Regions from separate parts of the Mus musculus genome. Here region 2 is linked to region 1. A link is a contact called in public Hi-C data. All regions are on one chromosome and are shown on one strand. Each heading gives the region's core, a stretch centred on a gene start, on an enhancer-like site or on the middle of the called end of the contact. The rest is flanking DNA. Distances are from core to core; before and after follow the strand shown. Region 1 overlaps Kdm2b (lysine (K)-specific demethylase 2B). Region 2 overlaps Rhof (ras homolog family member F (in filopodia)).

What was found. Hi-C and Micro-C count contacts between places; a contact is called where the count stands out from the background.
Region 2: a contact with region 1 is called in a Hi-C map of bone marrow-derived macrophages, with 4 times the contacts expected there. The contact joins two enhancer-like sites. A contact is called at or near these places in 1 of 39 promoter capture datasets (neural stem cells), 21 of 484 Hi-C or Micro-C datasets (the AML12 cell line, B cells, the C2C12 cell line and 15 more), 14 of 115 datasets of contacts at active chromatin or transcription factors (CD8 T cells, the HPC-7 cell line, bone marrow-derived dendritic cells and 10 more) and 3 of 9 other capture datasets (adipose tissue, liver and pancreatic islet).

Annotation. Positions count from the first base shown.
Region 1 is chr5:122,965,263-122,972,212 of GRCm38.p6, forward strand. The region is part of intron 4 of Kdm2b (lysine (K)-specific demethylase 2B); the gene reads right to left. Among named protein-coding and RNA genes, the nearest start is that of Kdm2b, 20 kb to the right of the region's middle. Within about 2 kb of position 3,274, at least 20 of the 459 cell types and tissues checked have an H3K27ac peak or open chromatin away from gene starts, as enhancers often do. A contact at or near this core is called in CD8 T cells, bone marrow-derived macrophages and trophoblast stem cells, where this site is marked.
Region 2 is chr5:123,124,875-123,131,824 of GRCm38.p6, forward strand. All of the region lies in intron 2 of Rhof (ras homolog family member F (in filopodia)), which reads right to left. Among named protein-coding and RNA genes, the nearest start is that of Rhof, 4.3 kb to the right of the region's middle. Within about 2 kb of position 3,712, at least 141 of the 459 cell types and tissues checked have an H3K27ac peak or open chromatin away from gene starts, as enhancers often do. A contact at or near this core is called in CD8 T cells, bone marrow-derived macrophages and trophoblast stem cells, where this site is marked.

The DNA of each region.
Region 1 (6,950 bases), core at 2,024-4,523:
CACACACACACACACACACACACACACACAACAGCTACGGAATGAACAAGTATCAAATATGAGGTGGAACGCCAAGCCACCTGTGAATGTCGGCCCAACAGAAAAGAGCAAGTGCGCCCTGCTCAGCAAAGTCCAGCCTTCCGCCTCAGCAATGGACTCTGCGCCTCTCACAACACCCCAGAGAAAAAAGGAGCCCGCTCTGGACTGGGACAGAAGGCCTCCCGGTGTGTCTTGGATTCCCCTGCCAAAAGCAAACCTTTGGTCTTTCTTTACTCCTCTGTGAAATGGGAAAATGTGTGTCTCTAGAACGTCTGCCAGGGAGGAGGAAGTGACAGAGCCTTCAAGGGGGGAGAAAACAGACACGATGGAGACTGCCAAGTTCTTGGTGACTTATTAAGGAAGCTGGCATCTTCTGCGTGCTACACTCGCGATGAACATGAACCCGCCATCTGGTCTGAAAAGACCCGAGTTCCTCATTATCTCCGTGGCAAATACGCAGTAGATGGAGACTTTGACATACTCTACAAAAACCAGAGTTAAACCAATGTATTCATCATAACCCTAAAGGTTACAGCCTCACTCAGCTAGGTTAGCCCAGAAGAGCCTCTGAGCCAATGGCTCACCTAGCACACTGCCTACTTGTCTGTTGGGTTGTTTGTGGTTTTTTGAGGCAGTATCTCCTGTAGCTCAGTGTAAACTCAACAATGTAACTCAGGAGAACTCCATCTTCCTGTCTCCATCTCCCAAATGCTGAGGTCACAGCCAGAAACCAATTTTTTTCCTTTCTTTGGTTTTTTTTGGTTTTTGTGGTTGTTTTCAAGACAGGGTTTCTCTGTGTAGCCCTGGCTGTCCTGGGGTGTTGTAGACCAGGCTAGCCTCCAACTCAGAAATCACCTGCCTCTGTCTCCTAAGTGCTGGGATTAAAGGTGTGTGCCACCACGCCCGGCTTGTTTATTATTTTCATTTAAGTACACTGAAGCTGTCTTCGGACACACCAGGAGGGGGCATCAGATCTCATTACGAATGTTTGTGAACCATCATATGGTTGCTGGGATTTGAACTCAGGACCTTCGGAAGAGCAGTCAGTGCTCTTAACCACTGAGCCATCTCACCAGCCCCTCATTTCCTTTTTAAAAGATAGGTCTTGCTTTATAGACCAGAATGATCATGATCTTGAACTCAAGACTTCCTGCGTTACTCTCCTAGATCCTGGGGTGACACAGGCACCCCACCATGCCTGCTTCTGCAGCTTTCTGGACTTTGTTTATTCCTTTTTAAGAAGAGGATCGTCTTGAGAGAGAGAGAAAGAAAAAGAGAGAAAGAAAGAGAAAGAGAGAGAGAGAGATCCCTATCTAGCCCCAGAACTTACTATGAAGACCAGGCTGGCCTCAAAATGATGAGGCCAGGTGTGGTTGCACACATCTTTAATCCCAGCACAGAGGCAGGTAAATCTCAGTGAGTTCGAGGCCATCCAGAGCCACACAGTGAGACCCTGTCTTGAAAAAATCAAATGCTGGTGTGCATAACCATACCCAGCTCTTTAATTATTAACCTTTGACTTTCCCCTCTCCCTCTCCCTCTCCCTCTCCCTCTCCTCCCCTCCCCTCCTCTTCCCTCCCCTCTTCCCTCCCCTCTTCCCTCCCCCTCCCCTCTTCCCTCCCCTCTTCCCTCCCCCTCCTCTCCTCTCTTCTCTTCTCTTAGCCAGGGTCTCATCATGTGGCTCTGACTGCTTTTGAATTCACAGAGACTCACCTGTCTCTGCCTTTTGGCTAAGACTTGATTTTTTTATTATTTTAATTAAAAAGTTTCATATTGCCAGCTACACCCAGCACTCAGGAGGCAGAGGGAGACAGATCTGAGTTCGAGGCCAGCCTGGTCTACAGAGTGAGTTCCAGGACAGCCAGGGCTACACAGAGAAACCCTGTCTCTGGGGTGGAATAAAAGCTTCATATTTCTCTTGCTTTCTGTTGCTGTGTGTGCCTTCAACACTTTCAGATGGATTTTCTGTTCCGCAATAATGAAAGCACACTTGATCCTGTCACAGACACATCTAGCACACATGTATTTTGGCTTGGACAACTTCATAGGGACTTCAGGTCTCAAAGCACAAACTGCTCAAAGCCTACCTTCACATGCGCACCACTTGCAGATTTCAGCGTTTTCCTGACGTTCTGGGTATAAACGTAAACAATCCTTTTACAGGGGTTTGGGACACCCTCGTTTTGTTTGACGTTTGTGTTGCAGGAAACCATGCAATGATCGTATGTTGAACGACTGAGCATTCTGAGTGCCCATAAGCGCCATCCCTGGAGGAGCGCTATTTACATTCCCAAATACAGAGGTAGACATAAAAGAGCATCTCTCAATTGTGAACACGATTGAAACTTGAGTTCCCACATTCACACAGAAGCATGCTCGGCACCAAGCAGCAGGCAGCGGTTCTGAATCGCACACAAGCTATGGTGGCAGAGCTGAGCATCTGCAACCGAGAGCAAATCCCGCTCTCAAAGCATCAAATGTTTGCTCTCCGGTTCTTTCCGAGTAAAGTCTGCTGACCCCTGCACCAACAGGGCTCTGGATGGACCCGAGTGCCACTCAAGTTAACAGCTCATCACTTTCAACGTGCCAAGCTGTGCCTGGGTGGGCGCAGAACTGCCCTGTAACAGGCCAATGGCCCAATAATGGTGAAAGGGAGGGGGGATCTCTCACATAGAAGAAACCGAGTTAGAAAAAATGAACTCCTCAAACACACAGAAGAACTCAAGAGTTCTTATATCTCTTGGATTCGGGGTCTGGTACTCACAGCCATGAAAAGAAGGACTGACTGCTTTACAAACGAGCAAAGCACGGCCACGCGTGGTGTGCTGACTCCATTCCCAGGAACGCGCTCTTTCTCCCAATTACAGCCAAAGCCAAGCACCTCAGCAAAGGCCTGTCCCCTCCACGGGCACGCCCATCATCTCTGCTCTATGAGTCGGAAATCCAATTACTGTTGGACGCATAAGAGACCGGACACTTGGACAACTAACTTGCCCGAGCATGCGCAGTCAGTACACAGAGCTGGAATTTGAAGCTAATTCAAGGCTACACCTGGGCTCAGGCTCTAAATGCCACCTCTGCCACTGCCTATTTTTATCACATGCTAAGGGTGAAAAGATGACCCTTGACGCCAGTGATTCCAGTTTCCTGCAGCTAGGTGCAGCCCTCAAGATGACAGGAAGCGGACCCAAGAGAAAGCCGCTTTGTGCCTGCACTGGGAAGGTGCATATCCACCAGGGGGCATCCCTGGTCTTTGCTGAAGATTCAGGCCACATTTGACACAATGCGAGTCAAAGAGGCTGGAACAGGTCAGCCTCCCTCAAGTTCCCTAAGAGTTCCACAGGGCAGAGAACCTGTTACTAAGCATCCACAAATCCTCTTCAGCTTCCTATTATGTCCAGCCCTGTACCTTAGCTTTGTTCAGGATCCAGCTGATGGGTTTCTCCCTAAGAGGAGGGGTACACAGTATCAGCATCAGAGCCCCAGAGGCTGCTGCACTTCAGCTGTACAGGCCAATCTTAGACTCTACATGTGTTAAGGAGCTCAAACATCCATGTAGGCAAGACAGTCATATGCATGAAATAAACAAACAAACAAAAATATAAAATAAAATACAGGGCTACAAAGAGAGACCCAGCCTCAAAGACAAAAACTGGGTGTGGTATTATATGCCATTATATCCAAGCACTTGGAAGGAAGAGGCAGTCAGGGCTACATAGAGAAACCGTATGTCAATAAAAAAAACCAAACAAACAAAGAAAATATGCTATATGCAATACTCTAAAAATTATTAAAATCTTTCTTACTCTAAACTACACAGAGGATGGGACAATATTAATCCCAATGTTTGGGAGCCAGAGACAGGTAGATCTCTGAGTTTGAAGCCAGCCTGCTCTATATAGGGAGTTCCAAGACAGCTATATAAGGCACACCCCAGAATGCACCTTGGATGCCTCTGGACACCTGGGACAATGCCAAGAGCCCTAGTTAAGGTTATGGTCCCATAGGCACCACAAACCCTATTCCTGGGTCCAGCTCCTGCCAGGGAAAGACATAGACTTAACTTTACTTCTTCAAAGAGTACACGAGTCAGATCTATAGATAAAAAGCAAGCAGCCTGGGGTTGAGTGGGCCAAGGAAGGACAGACTCAGCATTAGGACTACATTCCTGGGATTTCCCTTGGAAAACCACTGAGTGGGGTCGCGCATGCAGGACCTCTCTCAGGGCTGGCATACTGCATCACTACATACCACATACGCCATTACTCAGCTCATTTCCCATCAGTGTGACTGGGGTAAGTTGGATTGGAGGGATAAAGAGAGGCTTGAGGGGCCACTGGGGACAGGGCAACCTGTCAGTCAGCCGGAGCTGGCTGGCTGCACACCTGTAACCCCAGCACTCGAGAGGATAAAGAGTTTGAGGCCATCAGGTGCTACACAGTGAGATCCTGTCTCAAAAAATAATAATTTTTTTTTTTTCCTTTTCCCAGGCTGACACAAGTGCAAAAGAGCTGAGTCTCTGAGGAAGGGTCTTAGCATCAGAAAGGACAGTGTCCAAAGAGACAGAAAAGGCAACTGAGTCACAGTTAGAACCAGGTGACAAGGACAGGCTGCCCCTGGAACCCAAGCAAGGTACATCTATGTTATAAACCTGACCTTAGGTTCCCAAGTCAAAGGGCTACAGGGGAATTTTTTAACCCAGAACAAAGCCTGAAGTTCATAAGTGGCCCCATTCCTCTGCTCTCTCCCATCTCTCTGGGCCTCATGGGCTAGCTGGGCTCACACATGGCAGACAAACCCAACCGACTGCAGCTGCAGAAATCAATCCATAGCCCTGTGGCCCCTGGTCTGAATGAAGGCTCCTCAGTCAGTACCAAGAGCCCTGAGCTCATAGCCAGAAGGAGGCTGCTCAAAGTCACACTGAAGCTAACAGGAAGCACATATAGGAACTGACCCCAAACTCTCATGAGCACTACCCTTTAGAAGCAACGCAGATATGTTCCACATGACAGCTCCGACATACTATTAATCACCAGGAGGCTTCAGAGCTGGTTTTTATGCTGCTTCCAACGTACCCACTCATGCAGCTCACGTGAGTAACATTTATCAAATGAGACATTAAGTAGGGGTTCATACCCTCCTCTGCTCCAGTTTCCACCAAGTGAGGCCTCAGGTAAACCTCTTTGGGCCTCAGGTTTCTCATCTATCTGTAAAATGGGAATACTAGGACCACCCTCTTGCCCTGATAGAATTATCAAAAGCACTTGGTAAAAGCCCAATAGTGGGGCTCCCAGAAAGACCCTGCTCCAAACTGAAGAGTGTAGGAAATGAGTCCAGGGCAATACTGTGTGACTCGGGACAGGTCTCCGTAGATCTAGTCATCTGTAAAGTAAGGTAAATCCAAAATCTTCTGTGCACTCATCCTGAAACCTCTGCAAATGTTCTCCAGGACTGTCCCCCTGCCTCAAGATCCTTGCCTTTCTGGACACCATGCCAAAGACATAATTCCAAGGCAGGCCAGGCAGCTCAATGGATAAAGGCATTTCCCGTCAAACCAGACAATCCGAGTTTGATCCTTGGAATGAATCCACCACATAAGAGAGAGAATTTTGCTCTGACCTCCATATATCCAAACGCATACACACAAACATATAAAATTTAAAAGGTTAAAAAGAAAAGACACAAACCAGACAGACAAACCCAATCTAAATGCAACCAGTCAAGGAAATCAGAGAAAGCAACAAGGAAGTTTTCTAGATGACGGCTGGGAGCCAGCAACAACACTTGTGCAGAGGTTATAAAAACAGACCATAGGAGAGCAATCTCTGCACTTCAGAAACCGGGGCAGGAGGACCACCACAAATTCAAGGCTATCCTGGGCTTAAAGGGTAAAAATTGAAACAAAAACCCTCTGTGTTCAGGAAGGTTCGAGCACAGTCTTGGGCCTTTTACTTGTTGGCTGCTTGGTCAGGAACAAACTACTCTGAAGCCTCGGGTGTTTTCTCACATGGTTGCACTAGGGTTTGCATACACTCACTAACATTCTTGGCACCTAGATACAGCCAGACCTGAGCCTGGGTTTTGGCATCTATAAAACAGACATGAGGAGAGGTATACAGGTCAGGGGTAGACGACTTTCCCAGCAAGTTTAAGGCACTGGGTTCAGTTCCTAAAACCAGGAAAAAGAAAAGATAGGAGAGGCCCTACACACATAATAGCATCCCTCTGTCAGTGGTAGATAAGGCTATGGCTATTAAAGATAGTCTGAAACTTGACAGTGACTAGACTTAAGACTTTTTTTTACTTGATGGCAGTGCAAAAGAAAAACACATTAAAAAAAAAAAAAAAACATACTTTGTATTCTAAGTTTTGATCTGTTCCCAGGCAATCTGATACTTCTGGAAGGCAGCAACAGCCAGCCCAGGCTCCCACTCAGCCCTGTGATCACGAAGCTGAAGGGCTGGTACCCTACAGCGTGCCGTTGCTAGGCAGTGATGTTCGCAGTGATGTTCAGGAGCATTGATACAGTAAAAGCACTGTGGACTCTTATATTCCGTTTACAGTGCTTTTATCGCTACCTAAACACTTGTGTTTATTATTTAAGGGGCAACCCCTACAGGACAGTAATTCATAGTGGGAAGAAACATTAGGAGAGTGTGTGTAGTTTCCCTTGAATTTGACAACCATTAGGGATTTAACTTCATAGCAAATCTGTGAGATGGGTGAAGAAAAGATACTGGGGAAAGAATCCGAAATCCCAATTTTTCTTGGGATCACAATTCTTAATGCTCCTGCCTTCGTGCCCTCCCTGGCCTGCATTTCTGTCCTGGACAGTTGGGACTCCCCACACTACTTGTCCTTATCTTAACTTCTGTCCTGTGCTCAAATTTAATAGAGCTAGAACCAAACAT
Region 2 (6,950 bases), core at 2,462-4,961, 160 kb after region 1:
GGTGTAAGGATTAAATTTGAGTCTCCAAGGGATTTTACTATCAATGGGGGTGCGGGTACCAAGGAATAACTGTGCTCAGATTTCCTACACTAAGGGCTCAGTTTACAGAAGATAAGCAAGTTACCCACAGCCACAGATCGAGGAGCCAACTCCAAACCACCCCCATTCTAAGTGGAATTAATACAAATTAACAGCTCTTATTCTATATTGGGTAAAAATAGGCTCTAGCCGTCTAAAGTTGTAGGTGCAGGTAGGAGTGATGTCCGGTGTAACAAACACACTCTCTTCCAAAAATTTACCTAGCGCAGTGGTTCTCAACCTCCCTAATGCTGCGGCCCTTCAACACAGTTCCTCATACTGTGGTAACCCCCAACTCTAAATATATTTCCACTGCAACTTCATAACTGTAATTTTGATACTGTTATGAGTCACAGTGTAAATATCTGATATGCAGGATATCTGGTGTGACCCCTGTTATAAAAGGAACACTTCAGGACCCAAAAGGGGTCACGACCCAGGCTGAGAACCACTCGTCTAGAGACTACCATCTCCAGTTGTAAAATGAGGTCCAGGTATTGGCTGGTGCTTTCTCTGCATGCTACTGATAGGTCGTCCCTGCTCTTCCAAGTGTGTCTCCTCCTGCTTGTTCCACACAGGTTCCATAGTCTCGCAGGTAAACAGGGCACACTGTTTACCACTTGTATCCTTTAAGAATCCCTACCCCACGCCCCCCACCCCAGCCCCACCCCCCGCCCAGTCAGGAAGTAGTGGCTAATCGATGGCTTGCTTTGGTTCAAGTGGCAGCAGCAGAGATGAGGGCTGAGATGTGTGTGGGACAGAGTAACTACATACAACTCCACTACTGCATTAAAGAGAGAGAGAGAGAGAGAGAGAGAGCGAGCGAGCTGGGTGGAAGTGGGCGGAGTCAGGTTGCTGTAGGTAGGAGGAAGTTGACCCACAGTGGGCTGAAGAGTGTTCGTTCACACACTCTGCTGTTGCTGGTCTCTCTTCCAGAAGGTTCTCCCGACAGGTTGCAGCTGGCTGGTTCTCTCTCCCTCCTTACCTAAGCATAAATGTCACCACCTCCAGGAAACCTTTCTTGACCACCCTGAACCAATGGCCTCTTGGTGTGTCCGTCTGTCCCATTACAAAGGTTCTCCTTTGCTTTGCCTTAGGATACATCTTATTATCTGATGGCACAGTGTCCTGACGACTTTTGTTTCCTTCCCAGGGAGGGGGTCGTTGCGCATGTCTTGGAAGTGAGGTGAGCACAGTAGAAATTCAGCGACCAAATGGAAAAAGCTAAGTCCAGCCCGGTGCCCACAGAGCCCTTTGGCGTTGGTTTTCCGCTTCCTGATCTGTGCTAATTCAAGCAGCACCCACGAGGTGACTCAGGAGAGCAAGTCTGTCAAGGTCACAGTTGGGCACTCTGTAAAACTGCAGTACCAAATAGCTTCGTCCCCCCTGCCAATGTCGGCTGCCTGCCCCAGCTGTTCTAAAAAGCACCCAGCGTGTCCACAAAGGCCTCCCCACTAGGACTGAACCCCACATTCAGTTTTCTTATCTGTGAAATGGAGCTGTAAGAGCAGGGGAGACTTGGCAATTACAGAGATGTGGACAGATAGTAATATTCATCTGTGAATGCCTAACTTGTTCAAAATGCTTTTTAAAATAAAATTTAAGCCGGGTGTGGTGGCGCACGCCTTTAATCTCAGCACTAGGGAGGCAGAGGCAGGCAGAGGCAGGCAGAGGCAGGCAGAAGCAGTCGGATTTCTGAGTTCCTGGCCAGCCTGGTCTACAAAGTAAGTTCCAGGTCGGCCAGGGCTACACAGAGAAACCCTGCCTCAGAAAAAAATAAAAAATAAAAATTTTTAATTTTATATAAATTCGTGCATCAATAAAGTGATCTATGAACTTGAGAAAGTGGGTGCCCATGGGAGTACTAGCTCTCCCAAATCCGGACTTACATTTGGCATGTGTGCTGTGAACAGGCTCAGGTCATCTGCAAATGAAGTATACACTCCACACCACTGAGCTGTCTCCACACACACAATTTATCAGGCAAATTTACCACTCTGCACAACAACCATACAAGTTAGGCCCTCACTGTCGCCTAGCCCGAGAAACCAAGACGCAGACAATGGAAATGCCTTATCCCTCACAGCTAGACAGACTCTGTCATAAAAGGTGTTTTGTTTTGTTTTATTTTGTTTTGTTTTGTTCAGCCTACCCCCAGAAGGCAGGGAGAAAGCTTCATTCTAAGCACCAGTAACAACAGCTAATCTAGGTTGTCAACTTGACACATCTGAGAAGAAAGAACCTCAATTGTCACTTGTCTGCATCAGATGGGCCCGCAGGCATGTCTGGGGTGCGGTGCGTTATCTTGATTGCTAACTGTGGAGGTGGGATAAACACACTTTGGGTGGTGCCACCCCTGAGCGGTGGTCCTGGGTTAGGTAAGAAAGGTAGCTAAGGAAACCTGTAAGTAGCTCTCCTCTGAGCTCTCTGCTTCAGTGCCTGCCTCTCGGTCAGTGTTTCACAACCTGTGTTGCGACCCCCCTGAGGGCTAACCAACCTTTTCACAAAGATCAGATATCCTGCGTGTCGGATATCTACGTTACGATTCCTAACAGTTACATACGATTCCTAACAGTAGCAAAATCATAGTTATGAAGTAGTAATGAAACAATGTTCTGGTGGGGGTCGCCACACCGAGCTAGTTTCTGTCTGGAGTGCCTGCATTGGCTTCTCAAAGATGGGCTATAAATCAAAGAAGCCCTTTCTCCCCACAAAGTTGCTTTTGATAACTGTTTTTGTTACAGCAACAGTATACTAAATTAGGACAACACCCCAGTCCTAACAAGGTTGCTGGGGAAAACAGAGGCACAAACAGCTGTCTCATGAAATTGGGAGCACCGGGGAGGAAACGGGGAACTGGCTTAGACACTATTTGCTTCTCGGGCTTGATTCTGCCTGGCCTGATTTTTCGTAGGATTCAGTGTGGGTCCTACACTGAATAAGGAATAAGATAAGGAATTTGAGCTGGGCAGAGGCAGAGAGGCAGAGGAGGCAGAGGCAGCCAATCTTTGAATTCAAGGCCAGTCTGATCTACAGATTGAGTTCCAGGACAGCCAGAGCTACACACAGAGAAACCCTGTCTCAAACAAACAAACAAACAAACAAACAACAAAACAAGGACTAGAGAGATGGCTCAGCAGTTAAGAGAACTGACAACTCATCCAGAGGTCCTGAGTTCAAATCCCAGCAATCACATGGTGGCTCACAACCTTCTGTAATGGGACAGGTGGAGTGTAGTCACGTACATAAAATAAATAATTAAAAAAACAAACAAAAGACAAGGAATTTAGTTAGTTACTGCTGCCCTACTGAGGTGCACAACCAGGGGCCTGAGTCTTTTCTTCCTAAGCCTCCATTTCTTCATCTGGGAGAGTGTGGATTTGAGGTATATGTTGATTTGTAAACCAAAAAGACTTTGGGGCTGGGCACAGGTTAATGACTTGGGTGCGATTCTAACCCACTAGGTTGGTCTATTAAAGATGAAAAGTCACAGAAGGCTGCCAGCATGCCCTTGGTTCTAGTAAGGAAGGAGGCTGTGGGCCTGAGCTCTCAAGTCTCGAAGTCTGTGGGGCAGGTGGAAGTGAGGCTGTCACTCCACCCGACACATTTCCTCTGTGAAGTGGGGGCGTCCCCTTGACAGCTGGGTTCCTTTTCCGGGACAGGGCTCCTAAGTCCCAGAGCTGAGTTGAAGACTGGCGAGCAGTGCTCCCCAGATCTGTAGGAGGGGCATTTACACTGCGGGAGGTGAGCTGTTTTGACTAAAGCATTGCTTAGAGAAGGGTGGTGGCAGCATGAGAAGGGGAAGCTGCTGAGTTGAGTCGCTCAGCTAGCCCACTCCCACCCCCTTTTCTCCCTGGGGACAGGAAGAGTCGGGGAAGTCCCAGCCTGACCTTAGCCCATGGTCCCTGACTTGACTTACTCCAGGATCCACAGCCCCTGTCTTGTCCTGATCCCTTGTCTTAGCAGCTCCTGACGCCCCCCTCCCAACCTGCCACACACACTTTTCTCCTACTGATTCTCTTGCACATAGCTCCCCAAACCTCTGTGTCCCTCCGGTACTAGATGAGAGCCTTTGGATGGTGTCCAAACAACCCCACCATGACACCACCCCTCTGCCCAGGAACCTCCCCAGCCTCACCACAGCTTCCTGTCTGAAGATGTCAGGGCTCAGGGGAGGCTACTGGAGCTGTGAGTGCTGTGGCCCCACCCCCTCTACCTCTTGAGCACCCAGTGCTCAGTAAAGGGCTGGGGTGACTCTGACTACTTCCGCAGGATGGGGACAAGTAGCCACAGGGGCCTTCCATATGGGCCCTGTGGGCATGGACCTAGCGTTCCGTTTTGGGTTTAGAAGAAAATTCAACTTTGGGGGGTCATTCCTGTCCCGTAATTCTGATCACAGCTGACTGGAAAGGCAGGCTGCTCTCCCCAGTTCTAGAACTTTCTATGGCACTTTCTAGATTCATCTCTAACTCAGTCATTGATCTCACCCCCTTAAGCCTCCCCTTTTCTCTAGTCTAGACAGTTACTGACCGTCATTTTCCCCCACATTAGCCCAAGAGGCAGCCACAGGTAGAGCTGACTCATCTCGCCAATGATGAATTCATTTATTCCACAGAATCTTCTAGAGCCTCCTCCGGACAAACCCTGTGCACACACGAGAGGAATGACCCAGCCTCACAAGCACACTGCTCTCTGGCCAGGGAATTTCCTCCTGCCATTAGAATTTCCCTAGTCACCGAGGGACATTCTTGAGGGCCCATCTAGATTCTCCATCAGAAAAGTGTGTGTGGCCCGTCTAGATTTCCTGCAGAAAGAGATGGGGCCAGAGCCATGTGTGGTGGTGCATACCTCAGGAGGCTGAGGTAGCATCAGAGGGCAGGGTGGGCTACTCAGGATGTTTTGAGGCTAGGAAGAGGAACAGAGACCCTGTCTCAGACAGACAGACTCACTCAGATGGAGGGCCTGGGGATGTAGCTCAGGGTAGACCTTAGTTATGCATAAGAGCCTGATTTCCAGCCCTAGCACAAAACAAAGAAGTCTAAAGAACGGTATATGCTGAGCAGCCCAAGAGCCAGTCCCTGCGCTGCTGTGTGTATGGAATTTGATTTAATTCCCTTGACTCTTAGCTCTGAGGAAAGATGAAAATGAGGCTCAGAAGCCTTCAGTGGCACAACCAGTGAACTCAAGTCAGAGTCTCTCTCGGTCTGTTTCCACACACGAAGCAGAAAGTCATAGACAAGATCATTACACCAAGCAATCCTCACAACCTCCTGATGACGGCCACTGGGCTCTCCCTCCATCTCTCCACAGCCTCCTGGGACAAACTCATCCTTCCACCTGGTAGCAGCTCTCTGAGCCCTCACCCTCACAGGACACCGCTGCCCAACATGTCTACTGAGCATCTTTTTTTGTTCCAAGAAATGCCCAAAATGGTCTCTGCTCTGGTCTGGTGCTGGGGGGTAGGTGGGGTGCAGGGGGTGGGGGCTTTCCTGAACAGGGAACTCTGGGATGTGAGAAGAAAGACTGATGGCAGAGGGAGGGAAAAACAGACTTCCTGGCCTCTCCTGTGGGGCGGTATGCAATGACTGTTCAGCCAGAACGTGCCTCAAAGTGCGGTCAATGGTTCTGCCCCTCCTTGGTTCCTAATAAGAGGCATGTGAAAGTGGGTTTTCCAGACAGACTTACTGCTATCTAAGCCACACCTCAGGAATTCCTTCCTCATATACCTGGGGTTGGAAGAGATGGGCGGGGAGCCTCCACTGGTCACTCAGAGGTGTTGGGTGTCTCTCCAATAGAACCTGCCCATTACTAGAATGAGATAAAGACCTGAGGTGGTGACCTCCCCCTCCTGATCTTCTCCAGAAGGGTGGAGAGAGTGCCTGGGTTTGGGGTCCAACTAAGATCAGCGACTGTCACACATGCAGGGGTGGACTAGCAGGGAAGGGGCACTCAATGACGTGGTTCCACCCGTCACTAAACACTGAGTCACAGAGATGGGTGAGGCTCCACCTGGCCCAACCTTTACCCTGCAAAGGCTGATGACATCCCAAAGGGAACCACTGCGTTTGTGGACTATGAGCAGAAGTTCCCTCTCGGAGGTGCTGGCAGTAGCAGAGAGTGCCTTATTTTGATCCAGACTTTAGAGTCTTCCCCCCACCCCCACCCCTGAAACAGGGTTTCTCTGTGCAGCCCTGGCTGTCCTGGAACTCACTCTGTAGACCAGGCTGGCCTCAAACTCAGAAATCCACCTGCCTCTGCCTCCCAAGTGCTGGGACTAAAGGCGTGCTCGTGCCACCACTGCCTGGCCAGACTTTAGAGCCTTAGCGCAAATCGTCTGTTTCTTCACAGCCCAAGACCAAGAAACCACAGAATAGACTGGAGCTCTAGGATCCCAGAATCCAGGGGCACAGGAAGAGAGATACATTCACACAGGACCTCGGGGGTCCCAACACATAGACCTGCCCAGCCATACGCAGCATCCAGGAGTCACAGCCCTGATCCAGATCTCACTAAACTAAAATTATAGGGCTGGGGAACACAGCTAATTGGAATCCAAGCCCCCAGGGGACTCAAAGCAAAGACCACACACAGTAAGGAACGAATTCTGCAGCCCTGGGAGGTAGAAGTACAGCCCACGTTTCCTAGAACCACAGGAGAGGAACATAGCTAGGGAACGAATGGTACTTAGCGCTGGGGGGTGGGGGATGCTGGGGAAGGGGGTCCAGAGTTCACCTCAATCTATCACCTCCACTTAAAGCTGAGATGGCCAGGGTCCTTTTGGCTTCCAGAGCCTCCCAGCCAGCCAGCATCCTGCAGGGACCTGGCCTGTTAGGGTGTCATGAAGGAAATGCCCCAGAAGGCAGGGGAAACCT